Regions from separate parts of the Mus musculus genome. Here region 2 is linked to region 1. The links are chromatin contacts, called in public promoter capture Hi-C maps. All regions are on one chromosome and are shown on one strand. The core of a region is the stretch at or near the end of the contact, and the rest is flanking DNA. Distances in the headings are between cores, read along the strand shown.

Region 1 (5,542 bases), core at 1,909-4,408:
AAACTGGAAACAATCCAACCTTGGCCATGCAAAATAACAGGTTCTATGGTTTCAGGCCATGAGGAGATCCTGAGAAACACATTCTATTTGACACCCTTGAGGACTACCATCATCATCATCTCCTCCTCCCTCCTCTTCCCCCTCCTCCTCCATCTCCATCATTTATCCATTCTTGCTTAACCTCTCAATTCTCATGGTGCAGAGCCTTGCTTGACAGGCACACCAATTTGCACAGATAGTTCGGTTGAGACCCAAGTCCTTGTGGCCATCACTGCTCTTACCTGAGTTCTAACTGTTACTCATAAATGTAAAGCATGACTGCCGTTTGGTTTCAGACACCAGCTTTACCTGGACTGTGCCTAGAGCACTAGCTGTGTTTCAAATCTCCATTTCTACGATATGCCAGTGTCTCCCCCCACCCCCCACTTCCCACACTACTCAGGCTTCATTAAGCTGTTTCCTGCCCCAGTCAGTTCCTTCTGCTGGGACCTCTATCCCACTTACCTCTTACCTCTTGCTGGATTGCTCTGCTTGTATCTGGCCTCCGGTTCTTCCATATAAAGTCAGTGCCTCAAAGTAGCTTTCTGAAATCCTCCCCAGGCCTGACTAGGTTCCCATTTGATGCTGACATGACACTATTCATCACCTTCAGAGTGCCTGCTTATTTGTTTTATTACCTGGAGAAGGAACAGGACCTGCATCTTTTACAACTTCATGTCTAATACTCTTAGTAATTCCTGATGCTTGAGTACTCAATACACACTTAGGAAACAAACAAACAAACAAACAAACAAACAACAAAAACAAATCTTTGTTTTCTAACTGTGCTAGGAGGTGAGCTCAAGGCTAGGAGCAGGGAAGCACTTGGCCAATGAAACACACCCTAGCCTAACTCTAATAATAACATTGGTAAAGCATGTGACTTTGTACAAACTAAAAACTATTTTAAAAGTGAACTTAAATATCCAATTTTTATGCTCAGATATAACTGCCAGTCACAGTTGGAATGAAATTCTTCAGGCAATCTTTTTTTTTCTTCCCCTTCTGAATCTCCTGGCTGTTGCTATGTGCCTACTTTATCCAATCCTACTTAATGTATTTATCTAAAACCTTTAATCAACTAGAATCACAGTGTGTAATTAGTTTTGATGAGATTTTTCCACTTGGTATTATATAATCAAAATATAATCAAAATAAACTACACTCCTTGTAAGCCTTTCTGTCTCCTTTCCATGAGAGAGTAAAACCATGAAGGAGAGGATACGGCTCCAATTCCCACTCAGTTATACATCCTGAGGTTAAAGTGTACTTTTCACAATGAATTGGGATCAATCTTAACACAGATGTTAAGTTATCAGCTAGAGGTTGAAAAAAATCACATCTTCTCCTCATCCCTAAAACTGATGAGGGTTTAAGGAAGAAAATATAAATTAAGGAACAAAAGGGGGTTGCTTATATTTTTCTAAAGAACATTTGAGGTCTTCAGATGTTTCTCAAATGTTTCTTCATCTATGGAATGTATTATAACTATAATAAACTTCAACATTTCTTGGAATGTTTTAGATTCTGTTATATTAAAAAGCTTATACTCCTTTATATGACATCATCTACACTGAGTCCTAGAATGCTTGTAAGAATTTGTAGTTAAAAGATGGCTTATTCATACTTTAAGTTAATATCATGTTGAAGAAGCAACTACATGGTTATCTGTACGTTTGTTAAATAAGAGATGTGAGTGTACCTCTTTTTAAATGTTATTTTGCTCAAACCAGGAAAATTGACACAGAAAACAAACCAAAAAAAAAAAAAGTGGTATACACACATACACACAAATGTATGCATGTGGGGGGGTCGGGAGAGAGTGTTCTATAACCATAGAAATCAAGAACCAATGAAAGGCGATGTTAAGTTTGAACTTATGACGTGACAGTAAAGGACCAAACTGTTTCATACCTGATAATATGATTTTAAAAACTAGATGGAGAACTCAAATGTTTTATTCTACTCATTAAATTTATTTTCATTGTAAATAACTATAGTATATGTCAGCATTATTAAACATATAATAAAATTCAAGTTTCAGAATAAACTTCTTTCTAGAGACAATAAATCACATTCAGGACAGAAAAAAATGAGCACAGAAGCCTTTATCAGCCTGTTTCAATGGCAAACGTCCTCTGATTTCAAAGTAGTATACTTTCATATTTACTTTAGCATACACAGGGTCCAATGCCTACCATATTAAAACTTGGTGGCAAGTACCCTTGACAGGGGAGGAAACAAGAAAATTATAGCAACAATTACAGAAGCATATCCTCTTGTGGCTCATGTTAACATTGCCAAATTCCTGTATAAATCAGAAGCAACTATTCATAGAATGTACCTGTCAGCAATCTGCTGTGTGACACATGGCTCTACTTAATGGCCTATCCTTTCAAGGCACTGTGCTAGCCGGGCATTCACAGTCTGACGAGGTTTAGGACATTTGAATGTTTATGTACCAGATTTTATTTATGTGTATAGCTGTGTCTAAGAGAATATTTTTTCTCTGTAAGAAACTGATATTTTGAAGGCCATTTTGCAGTAGTTGCTACATATGAGTTTGCTTATAAAGCTCTGATACTAAGACAAAAATGTCCTGGATTTTAATGTTCTATCAAGAATTCTCTATTTTCTACGTTTGTTTTTTATTAAATGCATTGTTCAGAAAAAAATTGAAGCTAGAAATTGGAGCTATGGAAGTTTTTTTTTCACATTGCTATTTGAACCAGCTGCAAAGATTTCGATCACACTAGCTCTTATTTTACGCATGTCCTTTGCAACATGAAAACCATGGAATGCCCTTAAAAAAGACTTCAAATACAAACCAGATGTGTTATCTTCTTTCCCTTTGCTATTGCAGTACCACGTTAAGCAATTAATTCTTTAGTCTTCTATAGGTCTTCATGCATATAAAGCAAACGTTAAATTTTATGTCTGTAAAATCTAATTCTCATAAACATTTTAGGTTAGAGAACTTGAAAATTTAGAACTATTTATTTCATAAAATTGTTTCCATAAAGATCCTCAAGATATTCTCATAAAATCCCCCCTAAGTTCTCCTCCTTGTCCCCAGGAAGGTTCTTTCCAGGAGCAAACACCCTCCCATAGCTTCTAGTGCCTGCTGCTGAAAGAACTCAGACAAGACTCACTCTGGGAAGCCGTCTCTACAACTGTGTGTGAGTACGCACAAAATGGCGACACAGGTCTTAGCGTAACTGGTGACTAAATGTGAAGGCAATAATGAAAATCAGCACAAATGCAGAAGGGATTTATTGTGTAATCATCCAAATACTCTGTGGGACTGTTTCCATTCTGCAGACACAGGTCATTTTCCATTTTAAGTATGCCATTCACCATTAGTTTATAGTCTATCTATTTTCTAATGTGAGTAATTTCTTATAAAAGATACAAGAAAAACAGTAAAGTTATTACAATTCTCTATGAATATAAGAATCCATTCTGCAGTGCTTTCTAGTGAATCAAAAAGATAGGATGTCTGCAAAGGAAAACCAAGAATGCTCTGCTTCCAGGTTCTAGGCCATGGCTCATTCATGTTTTTGTTTGAAAATCTAGAAAGCTTAATTTAAGTCCTTAATTTCTACAGTGGACATTCAGACAGTCTGGTACCTACCAAAGTTGAAGCTTTAGTTAAATAGAACCACAACATTAAAAAAAAAAAAGTCTTGGGAATAAGTTACTCTCCACCCAGATATGGTCGATTGGGCCCTCAATAGATGGCATGACCTTGACACATGTGTGGACCCACGGTCTCCAGAGTCTGTAGAGAGAACTCTGCATCACTTATCTAAGCAGATGCCATGACTCTGATCAGTGTCAAGCCACAGTGTCCAGAGCTTTGTAAAGAGAACACTTGCATCACTTTTTCTAAACAAAGTGGTGCCCTCAAACCCTTCATCCCTCACATTTGGGTTTGGGTTTAACTTATAATTAAGTGGTAACACGGAGTGTACAGTAAAAAGATCGCATGCAGCCAAACTATAAATGCTTCTGGGGTGTGCATACCTGTTGCCACGCTTGTATTGCAGTGTTTAAGGAATGAACTACATGCTGCCCGAAGTTGACAAGCACAGAGTCCACTATCACGGTGGAGTCCAGCAGCTTCTGCACGCCATCACTGGAAAGTGCCATCTGTCCACAGATGCCAAAGGGTTTCACCACAGTTTGCATCGTGACGTTTCTGCATTCCAGAAGTTTACAATCCATCTGAGATGAGAACTTGATCTCCTGGCAGACAGGACCACTGTTCCACTGCCGAAGATGCAGGTTTGGTTCTCTGAAGGAAATGATCATGTATTCCAGTTCAGATGGCACATTTTTATCAGAAATGAATGGCTGTAGGTACTGTGGTGAAGCTTTTAAGAATAAAAGAAAAGTGGCAATTAAGATGTGTCAATACTTCATGGAAACAAGTGAGGTGACGTTTAAATGATTCACTTTGTTCTTAAATTTAGTACTTGAAATTAATAGATTTAAACAATTGCTTTAAAATGTTAAATTTTTTGAAGTACCATTTGACATCCGAAAATACACTGTTTTGTTCAATCAGGTCTCAAACGCATATTGCTCAAAGGTTATTTTCACTTCCATAGATAAAAAACGTTTGATCCCAGTAATGAATAAGAGAAGACAACCATCTAAATCTCTGTCTACTAACAAAATCTCTAAAGCAACAGAAACATGACTCTAGAAAATGCTTCAACTCTATTCTTGCTGAAAAGAAGATGCTTAACAGCAGCTAAAATGAGTTTAATCTCACCTTCTCCATTACATGTCAGTTGAGAACCTAAAACCTAAATCAAGCTGGGCAGTGGTGGCTCACGCCTTTAATCCCAGCACTTGGGAGGCAGAGGCAGGTGGATTTCTGAGTTCGAGGATAGCCTGGTCTACAGCGTGAGTTCCAGGACAGCCAGGGCTACACAGAGAAACCCTGTCTCGAAAAACCGGGGGGGGGGGGGGGGGGGAGAAAGAAAAGAAAAGAAAGAAAGAAAAAAGAAAAAACCTAAATCAAACTGAATTAACTAGAAAAGGGTTGAGACTAAATGCAACACTTGAGAAATAATTATTCAAATAACACTGGGAATTTAAAGGAGCCTACTTTTGCTACATGGGGATTTATTTATATTCCTTTTAAATGTGTAAAAATATGAGTCTTGTAATTTAATGAGAATGTGCCCATCTTTATAGAGTAGGTATCTTGAACTCAGGTCATAAATATCAAGTTCTTTTGGGATCTATTTTCCAATAATGTAGAATACAGATGAAAATATATGTTTTTTTTTTAAGATTTTAATTGGTATAACAGTAAAACCTGCAGCTAAAACAAAACAAAATATACTTCCTTAAAAATTCTCTTAGAACATATGTCACTGAGGAGTAGGGCCACACCTGCTGCACTATATCAGCTTTAGAGTAACCCTGGAGTGCCCATGCTGAGAACTGTGAGATGCCATGTGGGGAATTTAGGTTTTAGGCTTTAGGC
Region 2 (4,783 bases), core at 1,900-4,399, 300 kb before region 1:
CAAGTTGGGGAGGGAAGGGTTTATTTGGCTTACACTTCAACATCACTGTTTATCATCGAAGGAAGTCAGGTCAGGACCTCAAACAGGGCAGGGACCTGGAGGCAGGAGCTGATGCAGAGGCCTTGGAGCTTGCTGCTTACTGGCTTGCTCAGCCTGTTTTCTTATAAAACCCAGGACCACCAAACAGCCCAGGGGTGGCCCTACTCACAAAGGACTAGGCCCTTTCACATCAATCAGTAATTAAGAAAATACCCTGCAGCCTTGCCTGCAGCCTGGTGATCTGAAGGCATTTTCTCAATTGAGGCTGTCTCCTTCCTAATGATTTCAGCTTGTGTCAAGTTGACAAGAAACCAGTCAGCACACCATCTAAGGGCAAAGGCTTTGGAATGTGAAAAATGTATTAATAGCTGTCTGGGTAAAAAAACAAAACAAAACAACAACAACAAAAAACCTTCTCTATATCTGTTTTCTAAACTACAAACCCAGAAGAACAATGCTGTTCTATTTAAGTTCCCATTCAGGGCTCCTGGTAAGAGGGGGCAAAACGTGAGACACTGTCCATGCTAAACTGATGAAGTTATCAACTTGTCTGGCCAGAACGAGCATGCGTGGGCAGAGCACAGGCAGGTAACTGAAATGAGGAGTTGCAGAAGTTCAACCGGCAGCCACTAGCCTGTCAGGTCATGGTTGTGGGTGTGATGCAGAGAAAAAGGCTGACATGGGATGCAGCCTCCAGTGCCTGGCAGCTTACTGCCCAGAAGGTGCATTTCTGGCTCAGTGACTGGAATAGTACTGTGGCTTTAAGGTATGGGTTTGCAAAAACAAGAGTAGAAGCCAGTGGTAGGAGTCCATGGGAACATGCACACGTGAGGAAATGTTCCTGGTAAAGAAAAGGCCATTGTGGCAGAAAAACAAATTGTATACTGACTCTCAAGTTCGTATCCCACATTCTGAAGTCCTGTGTCAACTGCAAACTGGGAATCTTGGTTTAGGGACTTCCTTGACAGTGGCCCTGAACAGCCTTCCCATCTCTGCTGATGACAATACCCTTCTGTGCGTTCAGACAAGAATCTTTAAGAGTCATCCCCAAATACCTGTTTCTTTCCTACACCCAACTTGTCAGATTCGCTAGGCTCTATTCTTTATCATTTATTTATGTGTATGTGCCTGATCGTGTATACTACATCCATGCAGGAAGAGGTGGTGGGACCACTGGAGTTGGAGTTCTCAGCCACCATGCAGGTTCTGGACTTGAACCCTCTAGTGCTCTCGACTGCCCAGCCATTGCTCCCGCCCCTCAGCTCTCCTCCTAAATATAGATGTGAGACCTGGAAGCCGTGCTGCCTGGCCACCATCAGATCAGCTAGTACCTGCTTGGAGCTGAGCTGTTTACATCCTCTGCACAGCAGCAGCCAAAGTGAGCAGCTGAAGCTGCAGCCCACGAGGACCATCTCCCTTCACTTCTGTTCCCTCCCACTGCTCTCCCTTGGCTTCATTTGGCTTTCGGATTTTGTCTGGCAAGGGCAACAAACACTTCACTTAGGTCTTTTTCCTGTGTCATACTGCAATAGCAATAAACACAACCAGGGAGCAGGTGTCTGCTTCCTTGAAATATAGGCACCCATTGTCTTAAGGGCACACAAATACCTGCCCCACACTGAGGAGTCAAATGTGGAGCCACTGGCGGGTTTTAAGTAGGTCAGATTTGCATTTAGATAGCTGGTTTTGCTTTCAGCATGGATAATGGATTTAAAGAGAACTCCTAGCTGGGAGCTAAGCCTGGAAGACTGACAAGTTAGGAAGCTTTTACAGCAGACCAGATGGGAGCTAGCGCTAAGGCTGTGTGTGGGTGCTCTTGGGAAAATGAGAGCAGAGCCCAAATGCAGAAATATGTTAAGGTAGAACTGGCTGAATCCAGTATTTACCTGAATGTGGGGTTTGGAGGGAAAGTTCTAGGGGGAAACTTTGAGTTACTCGGAAGATGTATCATTTAACGGTCATAAGATTTATGTTCCAAAAATAATTTATGTCCCCCCCCAAAATCTGTGTTTTAGTTGAGATAGGTTCTCAAGTAGCCCAGGCTGGCCTTAAACTTCTGATCCCCCTGCCTCCACCTTCCTAGTACAGATTTTGCAGGTCTTTGCCCCAACCCCGGTCAGAAGATGAAGCTCAAAGATCCTGTCTGGGAATGGGTATGATTTGGGTGTGGAGTGATAGGGTGGGGTATAGCTCCTGTTAGACATTTGCATTGGAAGTACTGCTGGGAAGGGGCAAGCAGTTAGCTTTGGGGTTTATTTGGTACCACTGAGGAAATTCAGAACTACAGAATGGGATAAGTTTTATAAAACAATTAGGAAGCAGTATTTCCAATGCAAATGTCTAACAGGAGCTATACCCCACCCTATCACTCCACACCCAAGTCATACCCATTCCCAGACAGGGACTTTGAGCTTCATTTTCTGGCCAGGGTTGGGGCAAAGACCTGCAAAACCTGTACAAGCAACGTGGAGGCAGGAGGATCAGAAGTTCAGGGCCAGCCTGGGCTACATGAGAACCTATCTCAACTAAAACACAAATTTGGGGGGGGGGACATAAATTATTTTTGGGACATAAATATTTTTAGTATTTAGAATAATTGTGTTTAAATTTTTATCTTTTCTATTTAAATAAATTCTTTTTTGTTTGTTTGTTTGTGGTTTTGCTTTACTGTAGCTCAGGCTGGCTTTAAACTCTTAGTAACTGAGAACAAGCTGTAACTCTATTCTCCTGCCTTCTTTTGTTAACTGTTAGGATTGCAGGTGTGTGCCACAGTACACAGGGCTCTGTTTTCCTAACTCCTTTCCTGAACACACATTTTAGGGTAACTGTAATCTGTGGTCCCCAGTTCGGGTAATTCCTAGTGGTCAGCGTTTATGAAAAACCTTTTGCTACAGGCGTCTGACCTAAGGAAACTGAGGCCTGGCTCTGCGGTCCTTCGCTGTGGGAGGATCTGCTCCCCCCGCCCCCGCAACAGCCCTTCCCCACCAGGAGCCGTGCGATCTCCACAGTAACGGCCGCTCCCCAGCCGCCACCCCTGGCCCAGGCGCCTCTGCTTTGTCCAGCTCTATGGCAACAGCGGGCAGCCCCAGGCCGCGTGCCGTGGGGCGGCAGTCGCTCCCCAGACAGCGGGGCCGGGCAGCTGGGTTCCCCCGACAGGATGCCGGAGAAGCGGCTCTCGGCGGGTAGGTGGGCCCCGGCGCCCTGCCGCAGTGCTCGGGCACCCGGACCGCGCTCGACCCCAGCCCCAAGCCTCCAGCCCAAGCCCGGGTCCCCAGCCCCAGCTCCCTGCCTTTTATACGAACCCCCAGGGCAGTCGCTATTACCTTGTGCGCTAACCACGCTAAGCTCTCCTTTTGCAAATGGGGGCCTTAGGTTAGCTCTGGGGTGACAGTGGGTCCCAAGCCAAAGTCCAAAGGTCTTTCCTCCCCACCTTCACCTGGAATCCTACCTTAAAATGTAATCCATGTGCGGATAATGAACATTTTACTGAGCTCACCCGGGATATATGTATATACAGTAGCGCCAGGGGCTGTCGCAGATGATTTCAGTTAGTCTAAAAGGAAGATCTGAGTACGAAAAGGTAACGTTTTGTCTCCTTCCAGAGCCGCCAGAAGTTACAGAAGAAGAGTTTGTGAGTACACAGTGGCGAGAACGGGTCTTTTTTTTTACATTCTCTTCGGGCTAAAGCTTTCTTCTGTAAAAGACCTCATGTAGTTTCTCCGTACCCTTGCTGTCCCTATGGGGGCAGGCCGGCTGTCTCCATGGCTTTGTTGTGATGTGCAGGGCAGCTCCTGGTTGCAGTAAACATTAGTAGGTAAAGTTGCTCACCCCAGCATTAGAGATGGGAAAGAAGGGCTGGGAGTCGGGGTCATCCTTTGTGACATAGCAAATTCAAGGCTATGTGAGATCCTGTCTTAAAAAATACCAGCCCTCCCTCACCTCCACCCCCATGGTAGCACTCAGGTCTTTAAACTCCAGCAGAGGCAGGAGGATTTCTCTGAGTTTGAGGCCAGCCTGGTCTACAGAGCAAGTTCCAGGACCGCCAGGGCTATACAGAAAAACCCTGTCTCAACAACAACAACACCACCCAGTCAATCAATAAATAATAAAATAACAAAGCCAAAAAACCCAAAACTAATCAACCAAACAACCAAAACAGACAAACACAAAAACAGCAACAGAAACCAGTCATCTATTTGTAAGTGTTTAAATTGTTTTCTAGACATTGTTCTCAGGTCAGAATTTTGGAGAAATTGAGCATACTAAATATTTGCCAAATCTATTTATCATTTGGGAGAGTGCTGTCTTTAGAGACTCTTCTAGAAAGCATATTGCTTACACGAGGAGCTTGCCCCAGGGCACAGACAGACACAGAGGCAACCCTTTTTCCTACCACCGTTGAGGCTGGAGCTCAAAGCGCGTCCAGTATTTACTAATGTGAATACTCTAGCACCCACTTCTCTTGTTGACTGATTATCCTATTTACTTTTGGCTTTTCATTCAACAAACATGAGTGACTGTGTATTCAAAGTATTGTCCTAAATACTGGGTCTAAGTCTCAAAAACGTTAACAGTCTAGCTGGGGCTAACATAAGAGAGAAGGCTAAGTCAGCAGATAGTAGGAGTAGTAGGAGGTGGGAGCAGGAGGAGGAGGGGTGGGGGAGAAAAGAGAAACTTCTATGTACACTAACATACAGGTACACACAGCACATCAGAAATGCTTCCATATATTGGCCGAACCCCG

The links. Promoter capture Hi-C pulls out the DNA fragments that hold promoters and counts their contacts.
Region 2: a promoter capture Hi-C map of second pharyngeal arch cranial neural crest shows a contact between it and region 1, with 2.5 times the contacts expected there. The contact joins the promoter of Rgs22 here to the enhancer-like site in region 1. A contact is called at or near these places in 11 of 39 promoter capture datasets (the 3T3-L1 cell line, cranial neural crest, embryonic stem cells and 7 more) and 2 of 484 Hi-C or Micro-C datasets (both in embryonic stem cells).

Annotation. Positions count from the first base shown.
Region 1 is chr15:35,840,122-35,845,663 of GRCm38.p6, reverse strand. Vps13b (vacuolar protein sorting 13B) reads right to left here. Exons shown (of 62, transcript NM_177151.4): 42 at 4,066-4,415. Among named protein-coding and RNA genes, the nearest start is that of Gm41292, 44 kb to the left of the region's middle. Within about 2 kb of position 3,158, at least 7 of the 459 cell types and tissues checked have an H3K27ac peak or open chromatin away from gene starts, as enhancers often do. A contact at or near this core is called in second pharyngeal arch cranial neural crest, where this site is marked.
Region 2 is chr15:36,138,766-36,143,548 of GRCm38.p6, reverse strand. It overlaps Rgs22 (regulator of G-protein signalling 22), which reads left to right and starts at 3,149. Exons shown (of 28, transcript NM_001195748.1): 1 at 3,149-3,221; 2 at 3,642-3,670. The coding sequence starts at 3,197.